5 separate regions of the Mus musculus genome follow, and regions 2, 3, 4 and 5 are each linked to region 1. Evidence: chromatin contacts called from public Micro-C and promoter capture Hi-C data. All regions are on one chromosome and are shown on one strand. The core of a region is the stretch at or near the end of the contact, and the rest is flanking DNA. Distances in the headings are between cores, read along the strand shown. Region 1 holds the start of Plaur (plasminogen activator, urokinase receptor). Region 2 holds the start of Zfp180 (zinc finger protein 180). Region 3 holds the start of Zfp112 (zinc finger protein 112). Region 4 has its middle 32 kb from the start of Ceacam10. Region 5 holds the start of Zfp235 (zinc finger protein 235).

Region 1 (2,704 bases), core at 130-2,629:
AATAATTTTATGGTCGGAGGTCACCAAACTGTGAGGAGTTGTATTAAAGGATCATAGCATTCGGAAGGTTGAGAACCACTTTCAAAGACCCACCTCAGCCCCCAAACGTTTGTCCCACCCCAGGACCGAAGTCCCTCCTGCAGGTCTTCACCTAGGCCACGTCTCGCCAATGTTATAGCCCCCCGCCTCAGACTGCCCAGTTTTTTTTTTCGTTTTTTTTTTAAAGATTTATTTATTATTATGTGTAAGTACACTGTAGCTGTCTTCAGATGCACCAGAAGAGGGCGTCAGATCTCATTATAGATGGTTGTGACCCACCATGTGGTTGCTGGGATTTGAACTAAGGACCTTCGGAAAAGCAGTCCGTGCTCTTAACCACTGAGCCATCTCTCCAGCCCCCGACTGCCCAGTTTCTAATCAGAACTTTTGCACCAGCCTAGCCTTAGTCTGGCCCCCATTTCCCAGACAAGTTCCAGGAACAGAAAGGCTAAGTAACTGTCCTGAACCACACAGCCAGTTTTGACCCCAGGTGGCAGCCCCACTCCAGGGTCCCCTCCTCCCGGGGTTGGATTTCACAGTAAGAACTGTCCTGTCTGAGCCCCGAGATCCGGTCTGCAATTTAGAGCCGGTCCCTTTGTGCCAGATATCCTTTCTTCAACAAGAGCCCCTCCCCTTTGCACCCCCACCCCTCCCCCCTCTAGCTCCCAGACCACCCAGGCCCCGCCAGAGATCTTTTCCCACCCCATTAATCATCTCCGGTCTCCCGCGGACTAGAGAGGGCTTTCCGAGTTATTCACCGTGCCAAACCCTGACTCAATTCCTTCCCCATTTCCCTCTACTTTCTCAACACCATTTCCCCCGCATTTCCTGGAGGAAGAAGGCTGAGGACATAACATAGTAAAAGACAAGTGTATTCGAGGGACAGGCCCTGGGCTCCCGCTGAACTCTGTGGACCTTTGAGATGTAGACCCCTGAGCCCCTGTCTTGTCCCAAAGTGGGATCCCCACACAGACCAAAACACTGTGGGGAGTGGCTGTGAGGTCACATGTCCAGTTATCATTCAACCCCTAGCTGTGAGGCTTTGGACCAGCTTCTTAACCTCTCTGTTCCTCCGCGTCCTCCAGTGTGCCAGGCACTGTGCACCAGGGATCAGCGTTTACTAAATGAATGCCTGCGGGAGTCTGACTGTGCCACGTGGAGCCTGAGAACACACCCGGAGAATAGCTGGATAGAAGGGTGGAGCGCTGGGCCATCCTCCTCTAGCTCACGCCCGGTGCCACCACGCAGCTCTTACCTGGGACACAGGTAGTCGCCAGCAACAGCAGCAGCAGCAGCCGCCTTGGGAGTCCCATGGGTTCTTCCTTCACCTCTGCTCTAGACTGACCGAGGGGAAGAAGACAGTTTTGTGACCCTAGGGCTCCTCCCACTGTTTGCTAAAGAGTGAGTCAGCTCCAGGGGTTGCCTCGCCTCCCCCCGCCCCGCCCCCGCCCCCCCCCCCCAGCCCTTCCTCTTCCATAGTTCAAGAAACTCTGCCCCTTCCATACATAGTAAGATGCAGTCTCAAAAAAGGAGGGAGGGAAAGAGGGAGGGAGGAACGGAGGGAGAGAGGGAGGGAGAAGGAGGGATGAGGGAGAGAGAGAGAGAGAGAGAGAGAGAGAGAGACTATGATGGAGAAAGGAAGACAACCAAATAGCAAGGGTTAGAATCCTCTCTAGCCTTGGCTATTTCTTACCAATCAGAGTTTATGTTTTCAAAGTTTGTTTTATTTGAGTTTCTCCAGAGAGAGTCTTGCTATGAAGACCAGCCTTGAACTCAGGAACCTCCTGCCTCAGTCTCCCCCGAGTCTGGATCATGGGCACGCTACCATCCTTGGCCGAGGCGGTACAATTCCATGTAGGGAAATCATGTGGAACACTAACTTGCCAAACTAGAGGGCAAAATTCCTTCAGCTCCTGACCAAGGACCTCCTGGGTACTGGGCACTGTTCCAGGAACTGGAACACAGCAGGAAACACAAGGACGCCACCCTCTGCCATTACGATGGGGAGGATACATTAGTTATCTAATCTCTCCCATCAGTCGGAAACCAGGGGAAAAACAAGTTGAAAGAGGAACAAACTGTAGGGAGAGAGGTAAATGGCTTAATTGCTTTGGGAGGGTGATGCGGAGGGCAGCCAGGAAAGGTGTGCAAGAAGTCTAGTGGATTCCTACAGAAAGCCTTTGAGGGAGAGGAAAGAGTCATCGCAAAAGCCCTGAGGGCAAAGAATCACTCAGAGCGGCTCAGTGTGGCTGATGAGTGGGAACCAGAGAGAGCAGAGAGCAATGAGTAGCACCCGTACAGTAGTGATGTCACTGCTGTGAGTACCGAGTCACTGAAGCCTGAGCTGGGAAACACGGAACCCAAGGTCTCCTGCAGGATTGACAAGGAGTCTACCACTGAGCCACGCCCCCAGCCCCTCACTGGGGGAGGCTAGGCAGAGGCTCTACCACTGTGCCACGCCCCCAGCCCCTCCCTGGGGGATTCTAGGCAGGGGCTCTACCACTGAGCCACGCCCCCAGCCCCTCACTGGGGGATTCTAGGCAGGGGCTCTACCACTGAGCCATGCCCCCAGCCCCTCATTGGGGGATTCTAGGCAGGGGCTCTACCACTGAGCCACGCCTCCAGCCCCTCACTGGGGGAGGCTAGGCAGAGGCTCTACCACTGA
Region 2 (2,704 bases), core at 61-2,560, 380 kb after region 1:
CCCTGCCCAGATGAGCTGCTTTGGAGTCTTGTAGGCACCTCCAGAGACGCAGCTTCCCTGAGTCATCACTCCCGTGGGCTTTTCAGTGCCATAGCTGACTCATCCTGCTCCTGTAAGAAACCCTTCACTCATACTTCCGTAGGGAACAACAATAAACCCACTGGCTCACTGGGCTAAACAGCGGCCACTGCTCTGCTTGGCTGTCATGCCTGGTCTAGGAACAGAAGCCACATACATCTCCAACAAACAGGACACCCCCAGGCTTGCAAGAACAGTGTCTGCCCAGGTAGGAGAACCACGTCTTCAGAACGTAGGCTGGTGATTCCGACACCAACACTTGCTCACGAATACAGTGTGGGCTTAGATCTAGTACAGAAACAGTGGCATGGTTCCTCTCTTTGGGAAAAAGAGTCTGTGCATTGGAAGGCTCTCCACTAAATACGCAGGGGAGGAGGGGAGTTCCTGGTACTTTTGTACGTACACAGAGGAAACTGCTCAGGTCACACCCACCTCTGCACCTACCCTCAGGGTCTCTCCCTACCCTCAGAGCTGATTCTGCATATGCACCTAGGGCCACCAGAGTCAGTTATTAGGAGCTGTTGGTGACACACCCTGTCACCTTAGAGGCCCCGCCACAATGTCTCTCTGTGGCGATAATACCTCTTTTAAAACTTTTTTGTCTAAAACGCAAGGCACCTTAGTGTCCCCTCGGGCCTTTCAATTATCTGCCCTTTGCCTAGGCCCTGTTTTCCATCCTTTTGGACATCCTCGGTCCCACAGTCCCACCACACAAAACCAACCATCCGCGCATGCGCACAACTGTGCACTCTTTACAGCCTCCCGAGACCCTGAGTCCTATTCTGAGGCACAGGAACCCCAAGTCACTGACACCAACGCGTCCAGATTCCCGCCTAGACCCTGCGCATGCGCACATCGACCACTGTAAGCGTCCCACATCTAACACCAACCTGGACGTCCGTGAGCCCGTGGTGAGGACCGGGGCGGGTCTGAGCCACTCACGACTCAGCGTCAGAACGAAACTGTGCTCACCGCTTCCTGCCCCGATCCTGAAGCACACCCGGCATGACTCGAGTGGCGGGGGTCTGGCTTCCACTTCGAGTCAGCATCCGCCAGGTCGCTCCGTGTAGACTGAGCCCAGCCACAAAGCTGAGCCATAGAAGACGCCTTCACACACATACACACACACACACTCACACGCACGCACGCACACACACAAACACATACAAACACACACACACACTCACACAAATGGCTGCACTGCCGGCTAAACCCGGAAGTAGGGGGTTATCAGCTCAATGGAACTACAATTCCCAGAACTCTCAGCGGCTTACGCAGCCGCTGTCAGAACTCAGCGCCAAGGGGCGAGGCCTCGAACTCGAGTGAGGCTGCGCAGTCCATCCCAGTCCTTTCAGGGTGGTGGCCAATGGGAAAGTCCTCTTGTAAGCCAAGATTGAAGCTGGCTTTGACACTGCCAAGTCTGGAAGACTAGCGATGTCCATGTTGTACAGTTCAAAAAGTTCTAATCATGCGGGCAGAATGGCTCAGCAGATAAAGGCGCTTTGCCGCCAATCATGATGATACGAGTTGGATTCCCAGAACCCCGTAAATAAATAAATCTAATCGCCCCACCTCCAATCCCCCACACACTATATAACTCTGTCTGGCCTGGAATTTACAGATGACCACCTGCCTCTGCTTCTCAAATGCTGGGATTAAAGGTATGAACTATCACACCCATCTTTTAAAAACTGATTTTTTATTTAATAGCTGTCAGTGTTAGGTCTCAAAGAAACCCAGGACAAATGGCTAAGGTGCCTGTTAACATATCCGGGTAAATGTTGGCTAGCTCTCCCAGCATCCCACTCCCTAACCGGAACCTCTCCTTTCCCCAGCTTTTCCTTTCAACATAAACTCATACATATTGGCTACGAGGTCTCCTGGTTCCCACACTTTTGATCTCTCCATCTTTGGCTCCTCTTTTTGCTCCCTATAATTAGCATATTAAAATGCCTTTTAGACATGTAAAAAATAATTAGCTTAGGACTCCTGCTCCACCCAAGGCTACACCTGATAACCAGAACTCAGAGACATCACTCCCTCATAATAACCAGATACAGTCTTAGAACCCCACTGGACAGTAATACACGCAGAGACCTAGAGCAATGCTTTGCTCTGCACATTTGGAGAGGCACCATCTTGATCTGCCCTATGGATAGAGATTCTCCGCCCAGGATCCTGAAGATCGAATCAGAGACTTCTGTTCTGGACCTCCAACACTTTTACATTCAGCTAAGATACATCACCCAGGTGAACAGCACTGGGGAGATAGTTGGAAACATAGAGTTTGAATTTTGTGTGATGACCCTCAGCATAATAAAACATATCTTTTGATATACTAACTATATGTGTTTACCTTCTTGGTCACGAAACTCCCTCTCCTCTTTCACTCTCTCCCCCCACACTCACTCTCCACTCATGGCTCCGTTCAGTCTAGACCCTTCCATGCCTCTGACTGTTCTCGGCCTCACAGTTTAAGCATACCTCTTTTTCTTTTTTCATTTATCTGATGCCCATAACCCGGGATTGACATAAGTGAGTTCCCTCTGAGGGACTCGGCAGCTCTGAACCAAGCTGTGGATCTGGCTCTCTAAGGTATGTATGTATCATTTATTTCTGCTGGCTC
Region 3 (2,704 bases), core at 70-2,569, 350 kb after region 1:
AGCATTTAGTTTTAAATGTTTATATTTCATACTTATTCTTTATGTCCAAGCATTTCTCTATCCCGTCCAGAATTAATTAAAAAATATTAGGGTAACTTCATAAGTGGATCTGCTAATGAGTAAAGAGAGCCTCACTCCTCAGAACAGACAGATTGACAGAAGGATGCTAAGGTCTACCCCTGTGTATTAGTTACTTTTTGTTGCTGTGATCAAACACCATGAATAAGGTGTGGAAGAAAGCGTTTATTTTGGCTTTCAGTTCCATAATAGTAGGGACAGCATGGCAGGTGGCAGACTTGTCAACAGGAGCAAGAAGCTGAGAGCTCCCTTCTGAAACTCAAGCATAGCGAGCAAACACCTTGGAGGCTGACCCCGCCCCATGACGTATTTCTCCAGCAAGGCCACACCAGCCAAACCTCCAGAAACAGCACCCCGCCCTCTAAACTGTGGACCTGGCATCCAAAGGTTGGACCCTACGGGGTCATTTCTCATTCAAACGACTGCACCACTACCACGTTCTCTGATGCCTCTTTCCCCTGCAGCACTTTTTATATAAAGGATTAAGAAGACAACTTGCTCGGAGAAACCGGACTTCAGCTAACACCTCTCCCGGCCCCCGTAAGGCACAGTGGACACTGCACACAAAGCTGGGAACGATTGTCTCAACAAAAACAAAACAAGTCATTAAGGACTTTGATAATGGGGACAGGCTGGGTCCAGAGACCCTACAGCAGGAGCTCTGAGACCATCCGTGGGTCACTAAAGCGTCCAGCTTCTCTGAAATTGGAAAGCACCGATAGTAAATGTCCCATTTCCTACCGCGCGTCAGCAGTTTTGAGCCTTGCAGGAAACTCTAGATCACTCTTGGATAGGTACCAAGGCGTGGTGGAAAGCATGGAGGCAGAGATGGAGAGTCTGAACTCCACTGCTGGGAGATGGCATCGTGACCAGAGCTAGGGAGGCGGCTGGGGGTGCCCATCGCCCAGGAGACCCTCCATCCAGGTGACTGACAGCCCCGGGCCAGGCCTGAGTCAGTGTGTGCAATCGCAGCACACTCGGGCATGCTCTTCCAAAGTAAGTTCACGTTCTACCTTTCCGAGGCAGACTTCCTTACCCAGGATACAAGCCTGGTGGCTATCACCCAGGGCAACCTGAAAAGGATCGCTCACACTCGGGAGGGGTCAGTAAAGGGGAGGGCTCACCTTTCTGAAAGGAACGGAACAAGGCCTCACACACCTGGGGCGGAAGTGACTCTTCCCGCATAGGCAGCCAGGACTACACTTCCCAGAATTCCCGAAGGTTGCGGGGAGAACAGTCTCCTGCAGTCTCCTGCAGAGGATCTTGCACACTGAGGATTCCCAAACTACATTTCCCAACCGGAAGGATGGCCTCTCAGCCCCCCCCCCCCACCTGCAGCGGAAGTTATCTTATCATCCCGGGGATGGGAGGGTCATGAACTACATTTCCCAGAATTTTCAGAGTCCTTGCCTTCCCCGAGCGGAAGTGCCATGGAGTAAGGAAACCGGACTTCAGACTTTTGAAAGTCCTTGGCATACCCTAAGCCAAAAATCTTCGAACCACGATGCTTTCCCTGCTTTCTGTGGAAGATTGGGATAAACAGCGCTTTCCCCAGAGCACGTCAGGGACTGCTTGGGTCTACAGTTCACGGGATCTGCAGGGCCTGCCTTAACCCCAGCGGACCTCCCTTCCAGATCATTTGCATAGTCCTGAGTTTAGGGATTCCCCTTATTATTATTATTATTATTTTTTATATTTTTTATTAGGCATTTTCCTCATTTACATTTCCAATGCTATCCCAAAAGTCCCCCTCCCCCCACTCCCCTACTCACCCACTCCCCCTTTTTGGCCCTGGAGTTCCCCTGTACTGGGGCATATAAAGTTTGCATGTCCAATGGGCCTCTCTTTCCAGTGATGGCCGACTAGGCCATCTTTTGATACATATGCAGCTAGAGTCAAGAGCTCCGGGGTACTGGGTAGTTCATAATGTTGTTCCACCTATAGGGTTGCAGATCCCTTTAGCTCCTTGGCTACTTTCTCTAGCTCCTCCATTGGGAGCCCTGTGATCCATCCAATAGCTGATTGTGAGCATCCACTTCTGTGTTTGCTAGGCCCCGGCATAGTCTCACAAGAGACAGCTATATTAGGGTCCTTTCAGCAAAATCTTGCTAGTTTATGCAATGGTGTCAGGGTTTGGAGGCTGATTATGGGATGGGATTCCCCTTATTTAATTCTGCTGATTATCACTATTCACCTTCAGCTCTCCAACCTCCACTGTCTTTATAAAAATCTTGGAAAAGAAAAGCTTTTCAAACGTGACACTAGGACAAACTCAACGTAACTAATCCCCACCCAGTTCAAGAAGCAATTCTATAAAAAGCATGGAAGCAGGAATGCAGAAAAAGGTAAATCAAGTACAAAGGAACTGAATTAATAATTTTAAATATTTAATGTATGTGTGCGTGTGTGCACATGTGTGCTTGGGCACATGTATATGCACCATTGCGTGTAGTGCCCAAGAAAACTAGAAGAGGACGTCTGTTTCCCACCTCCCTCCCCCATAACTTGACTTTACAAACCCGTTAGCCAACTGACGTGGGTGCCGGGTCCTCTACAAAAGTGGTGCGTGCTTTTAACAGCAGAGTGAGCCCATCAACAACCTAAGTTTGGATTTTCAAAAAGGATT
Region 4 (2,704 bases), core at 111-2,610, 350 kb before region 1:
CAGAGCTCTTCATCTGAGCTGGTGCTGCTCGCCATCTTAGATCTCACAGAACTAGTGACTTCCGGCATTTCCACTGTGGAGGCTTATAAAGTGGACCCACTTTAGCACTGCAATTCCCCCCAGCCTTAAAATCCCCTCAACATCAAATCAAGGGATACCAGGCATCTCCAGCTCTTTTTCAGACAAGTGCTTCAGCTAGCTAGTCAAAATTTGGACACTTTTAAAAATTGGTATTTTGGTTTTTTAAAACTTTAACCATATTAAAGCTTGAATCTCCACTCACTGGCCCATATTGATAAACTCAGCTTGTTCGGGTTCCTTCCACCATTATCCAGTATCCTTACAATCCACTCCCCACACTACTTTGATAAAACTCAAACCCCAATGTGGGGACACAACACAAGGGAGGTGGGTGCCATCCAGGTACGACAGTCCTTACATGTTTCATAGAATTAACAACTCAACACCCAGAGATCACAGAGAACCATTCACAGAGACGTAATTGGCCTTAGTGAGCATGGTGGTGCATTCCAGAACATGGGAGGCCAAGGCAAGCAGCTCTCTGTGAGTTTGAGGCCAGCCTGGTCTATGTAGTGAATTCCAGGCTAATCGAGGCTACATAGTGAGAGACCCTGCCTCAAGAAACATAACAATGAAACTAACCCCTAAGACTTTTATTTATGGTTCATAGCATGTAGAACCCTTCCATGCTGTTCTGGAGCAGCGGGGATCTGAGGGGGTGTGCTGTCTCTCTGCTGTGTGCAGACTCTGAGTAACTTGAAGTACTGCATCCTAGATATTGTGCAATTCGATGCCTGTCAGCCATTTCCCCAAGAAAAGGCTTGAGGATTCTTTGTCCTCTGTCTTCCCCTCTTTCTCAGCCATCATGGCGATCACACACTGTCTACATGTCCTCTGTTCCCTCAAATAACCGCCCTTATACTAGATCTGTTGTATGGGGTGATTCTCAGGGGACACCTAGGCATGGGCCTGCCATGGCCCCCTCCCCGCATTATATTTCATAACAGGCAGTAATGCATGAATGAAAAAAATGAAGACAGGACTGCTCCTGAGTATGGGTCAGGAAGTTTACTGTAGATATGAGGGAAAACGCAGCCAGAGGTGTCTGGAAGTGTCCATACAGAACCGAGCTGGGCCAGCAGACTGAGGGGGAGAGCGAGAGAGGGAAAGAGAGGAACCAAGAGGCCAGAGGCCAGGAGCGACCCAGGAGACTAAGAGGCCACATAGCCAAATGGCTGGGTTGTAGAGGGAAAAGAAGCTGGGAGAGGTTGAGGGTAGGGTGTAGGGTCTGAAGCACTGAGGGAGCCAAGACTGTAACAGATATTGGCTGAGCTAGACTGGCACCAGTGTCTGCTTTGATGTGTTAAAAAGGCACCCCAGGAAGTCATTGTTCTGAGTTTGAGATCTAACATCCAGGCTTTTGTTGATGATAAAGAGGAGGCAAGGCCTGTTCTATAACTACTTCCTGCTGAACCTACTGCATTGGTGAGGGGTGGGTGGGGGGAGCAGGAAGGCTGGTATGATGACCAAAGAATGGGGAGAGAGGCCTGGGGGCTGGGAGAGATCTGTTTCACTAGCTGCTCGGCTTCTGTAGGACCATCTGGGGCTAGGGAGGTGCAGGCTAGCATTGGTTCTGGAAAAGTCCCTAGAGATAGAGCCAAGATTAAAGTAGAGGTCACCTATCCCTCCCCAGAATTCCCCTAATGTGATATAAATAGGGCCTGTCAGCTCACTTTGGTGGTGGTGGGGGTGTCTCTCCATCTTTGTAGATAGATGGTAGAATCCAGCATGCTGGACTTCTGCAGAATAAAACACTTTTTGCGTTTATATACTATTTGAGTCTGGGCTATCATTCTTTGGTGAATTGTGGACCCTTACAATGGTATAGTGAGTACTTTACTGGGCTAGACTAGTAGTTTATCAGAACTCCATTGATGAGTATTAAAACTGGGAGCAGTCAAAGTCGTACGCCTTAATCCACTCTCTTATAACTTGCATTTACACATCACAACTTAAGATTTCACATCCTCAAACTTTTGCAGCTAGCATTTATACGCCTTAGAACACTTGCTTAGACACTTAGAACTTACAAAAATTTTAACCCCACCCCCTTTCATCCCAGTACCATGAGACACAAGTGGTTGATTGCTATGAGCAGCCATGGCAAGGGGAGTTTCTTTAAATTGAGGAGCAGTACAAGGTTACACTGAAACTAGTTTGAAGAATTTGACTTCATCAGCTCAAAGCCAGCTGGCGAGGTAAACTGTCTGGCTTTCTCAGCAGGAGATCTCAGCTCTAGAAACAGTGAGTAGAGAAGGCAGCTTCAGGCTTGAGGATGGCGCTGGTTGCTTGATGCTGTTAGCAAAGCTACTGTTTTCCTAGTCCTCAATGCCATCAGGTATATGAGAAGTGTAAATTATAGCAGGAAGTATATTCCAAACGGCCTATGTATCAATTAAAATGGCTCACATGGTCACGGTAGCTTCACTGGGGACAGTGGTTGGTCTTGGCTGCCATACAGGATAGCATTAAATATTCAGCTACTACACACAGCAGACTCAGCCTTTTTCTGCCAGACCGAGAAGGTCTGAGAGATTTTCCTGGAGAGATGGAACCTGGGAAAACTGACCTGAGTTTAACAAGGCTCAGTATGGCAGACAAACTGTTAAGGGTCTGGAATTGT
Region 5 (2,704 bases), core at 56-2,555, 330 kb after region 1:
GCAGCAGAGGCAGAGTCCCTGAATAGAATCCTCCAGTCACAGGCTGTGGGAGTGATGGTAGAGCACAGGGTGTCTGGGTCACTATTCTACTGCTATGAAGAGACACCATGATCAAAGCTTGTTTCAGAGGCTTAGTCCATTAACATGGCAGAAAGCATGGCTCCCTGCTATTTCCAATCATTCAAATACATAGATGTATGGGGGCCACTGTTAGTCAAACCATCACACTCTGCTACCTGTCTCGATAAGCCTTTGCCCATATCATAATGCCAAATGCGTTCAGCCCAACTTCAAAAGTCCCCACCATCTATTGCAATCCCAATATTTTTTAAAAATCTAAATGTCAAACTTTTATGATACTCATGACAATCTCTTCATTGTAATTCCCTGTAAAATCAAAATCAAAAAGCAGACCACATAATCCAATGTGTTATGGCATAAAATATACTTTACCATTTCTTAATGGGAAGGCAGTATAGTGAGGAAACACTGGACCATAGCAAGACTAAAAACCAAAGGTGGAGGCCAAACTCTGCATCTCCATGCTGATGTCAAAGCACTCTTCAGATGCTTTACTCTTTCGGCTATGTTGGCTGTAACACACTTGTCTCTCTCAGGCTGGTTTCACCTCAGTCTGCAGCTCTCTGCAGCTGGGATCCCATAGTTCTGGCATCTTCAACATCTTGTGGTCTCCGACATAATCCAGGTTCACAGCTTCACTCAATGCCCTCTCTTGGCCACTATGCAGGAACTCTCCTATACTACAACTGCCTTCAGGGCATTTCCTTCATTACTAAGGGAGGCTCAAGAACCCTTTTCTTGTATCCTTGACTCTAAAGCCAGAACCAAGTGTTTCTTGTATCCTTGACTCTAAAGCCAGAACCAAGTGGCCAAAGCTGGCATGTTCTGCTGCTCGATGGTCTGGACCTTGGCCCCATCCGATTCTATGTCCACTATCTTTCTGGAACTGATGGCCTTCCTCGTGCTGAAGCTGGAACTGATGGCCTCCCTCATGCTGAAGCTGTACTGATGGCCTCCCTCATGCTGAAGCTGGAACTGATGGCCTCCCTCATGCTGAAGCTGGAACTGATGGCCTCCCTCATGCTGAAGCTTTTCCTCTTCCTTCTCACAGGCTGGAGGCTTCGCTGGGTGGGGTGTTGCCCTGAGGTCAGCACTCCCTTTATAGCATTCAGAATCAGGCTTTTCCTTAAGCCTTCACGGTGCTTCTTTTCTCCTCACACTCCACACTGCATAGTTCTTTCTGTCTGGCTTGCTCCTCCTCATGCTGGATCTCCATGAGAGCGACTGCTAATAACCACAAGACACAGTCAACACAAGGCTGTCTGGAAATCTCCCCTGCTTATGCCAGTAATACAAAACTCATCAACTTAGCTTCAGGCAGATTTTTAGGATGAGGACAAAAATCACCCACTTTTTTTCCTCAGTATATGACTAGAATGGTTTAGGCCATGTACTGTTTGCCTCTGAAACTTCTTGAGCTGCCCCCCACCCCCAGCTCAAATTGCCCTTGTCTTGCATTCTCCTCCTAGGATGACCCACTAAGCTCTACTAATCAAAAAGCACTTAATAATTTTGTAGTGGAAAGTCCTAAAGTCTTCCATATTCCTTCAACAAACAGCATGGTCAGGCTTGTCACAGCAATACTCCAGTCCCTGGTACCAACTCCTGTCTTGGTCACTGTTCTATTGCTTTGAAGAGATACCACAAGTCCAAGCAACTCTTACCAAAGGAAGCATTTAACTGGGGGCTGGCTTACACTTTCAGAGGTTTAGTCCTTTATCAGAGCAGGAACATGGCAGCAGGCAGGCATGATGCTGAAGAAGTAGCTGAGACTTAGATCCTGATCCATATGCAGAGAGGCAGAGAAAGAGAAATGGACTCACATGTGCTTTTAAAATCTTGATGCTCATACCCAGTGATAGACTTTTTCCAAGAAGGCCACGCCTGCTCACCTTTTAAATCCTTTCAAGGAGTTCCACTCCCTGAAGACTAAGCATTCAAATATATGAGCTATGGGGGCATTCTCAGTCAAACCACAACCTGCCTAGAATCCCCCAGTGAAGGGCTGGGAGCCTGGCTCAGTGGTAGTACTGACACCTGACGTATGTGACTCCTGTATTTGTGCCATAATTACTCTTCTTCTTCCAAACATGCACACACACACACACACACACACACACACACACACACACACACACACTAATTGGAAGCAAAGGGTAAGTAAAACTGGAAAAGCTGTTTTCTTGAGTGCACCAGAAGCTAGGTTTGAGAAACACTGGATTTAACTCATAGCCAATGCTGTGTCCTTGGATATTCACCACCCATACAACCTACAGATACAACAAAAAAAGAAAACCATTTATTGATTCTCACAATAAAAGCAAAGTGCCATATTGAAGCCGGCAAGAAGACTCCATACCAGCTAGCCTGACCTCTTAGTGTGGCAGAAACAAGAGACCCTGCCCGTGGCCTGCAAATGCCTTGGCAGGTACAGGCCCGGGGACCTGAGTTCAATCCTTGAAACACACACAGTGGAAGGAGAGAGCTGACTTTCTGTAATTTACATCTGCCTCTACCACAGGTGCTGCAGCACACTGGTGTACACACACACACACTCACACACACACACACACACACACACACACACAGAGGCATGCAAACACAAATTAATAAATAAATACAT

The links. Promoter capture Hi-C pulls out the DNA fragments that hold promoters and counts their contacts. A called contact is a pair of places that touch in the nucleus more often than the background predicts. Capture Hi-C pulls out chosen DNA fragments and counts their contacts.
Region 2: a contact with region 1 is called in a Micro-C map of embryonic stem cells, with 2.5 times the contacts expected there. The contact joins the promoter of Zfp180 here to the promoter of Plaur in region 1. A contact is called at or near these places in 1 of 39 promoter capture datasets (liver) and 1 of 484 Hi-C or Micro-C datasets (embryonic stem cells).
Region 3: a promoter capture Hi-C map of adipose tissue shows a contact between it and region 1. The contact joins the promoter of Zfp112 here to the promoter of Plaur in region 1. A contact is called at or near these places in 3 of 39 promoter capture datasets (embryonic stem cells, liver and stem cell-derived epiblast-like cells) and 1 of 9 other capture datasets (adipose tissue).
Region 4: a promoter capture Hi-C map of embryonic stem cells shows a contact between it and region 1. The contact joins the enhancer-like site here to the promoter of Plaur in region 1. A contact is called at or near these places in 5 of 39 promoter capture datasets (the HPC-7 cell line, cranial neural crest, embryonic stem cells and 2 more), 2 of 484 Hi-C or Micro-C datasets (B cells and pro-B cells), 1 of 115 datasets of contacts at active chromatin or transcription factors (pancreatic cancer cells) and 1 of 9 other capture datasets (adipose tissue).
Region 5: a promoter capture Hi-C map of hematopoietic stem and progenitor cells shows a contact between it and region 1. The contact joins the promoter of Zfp235 here to the promoter of Plaur in region 1. A contact is called at or near these places in 9 of 39 promoter capture datasets (the C10 cell line, embryonic stem cells, hematopoietic stem and progenitor cells and 4 more).

What each region holds. Positions count from the first base shown.
Region 1 is chr7:24,461,158-24,463,861 of GRCm38.p6, reverse strand. Plaur (plasminogen activator, urokinase receptor) reads right to left here and starts at 1,379. Exons shown (of 7, transcript NM_011113.4): 1 at 1,295-1,379. The coding sequence starts at 1,352.
Region 2 is chr7:24,080,503-24,083,206 of GRCm38.p6, reverse strand. It overlaps Zfp180 (zinc finger protein 180), which reads right to left and starts at 1,310. Exons shown (of 5, transcript NM_001045486.2): 1 at 969-1,310.
Region 3 is chr7:24,110,935-24,113,638 of GRCm38.p6, reverse strand. It overlaps Zfp112 (zinc finger protein 112), which reads right to left and starts at 1,319. Exons shown (of 5, transcript NM_021307.2): 1 at 1,203-1,319.
Region 4 is chr7:24,807,952-24,810,655 of GRCm38.p6, reverse strand. No RefSeq gene overlaps it. Among named protein-coding and RNA genes, the nearest start is that of Ceacam10, 32 kb to the right of the region's middle. Within about 2 kb of position 1,360, at least 11 of the 459 cell types and tissues checked have an H3K27ac peak or open chromatin away from gene starts, as enhancers often do. A contact at or near this core is called in embryonic stem cells, where this site is marked.
Region 5 is chr7:24,130,973-24,133,676 of GRCm38.p6, reverse strand. Zfp235 (zinc finger protein 235) reads right to left here and starts at 1,305. Exons shown (of 5, transcript NM_019941.3): 1 at 454-1,305.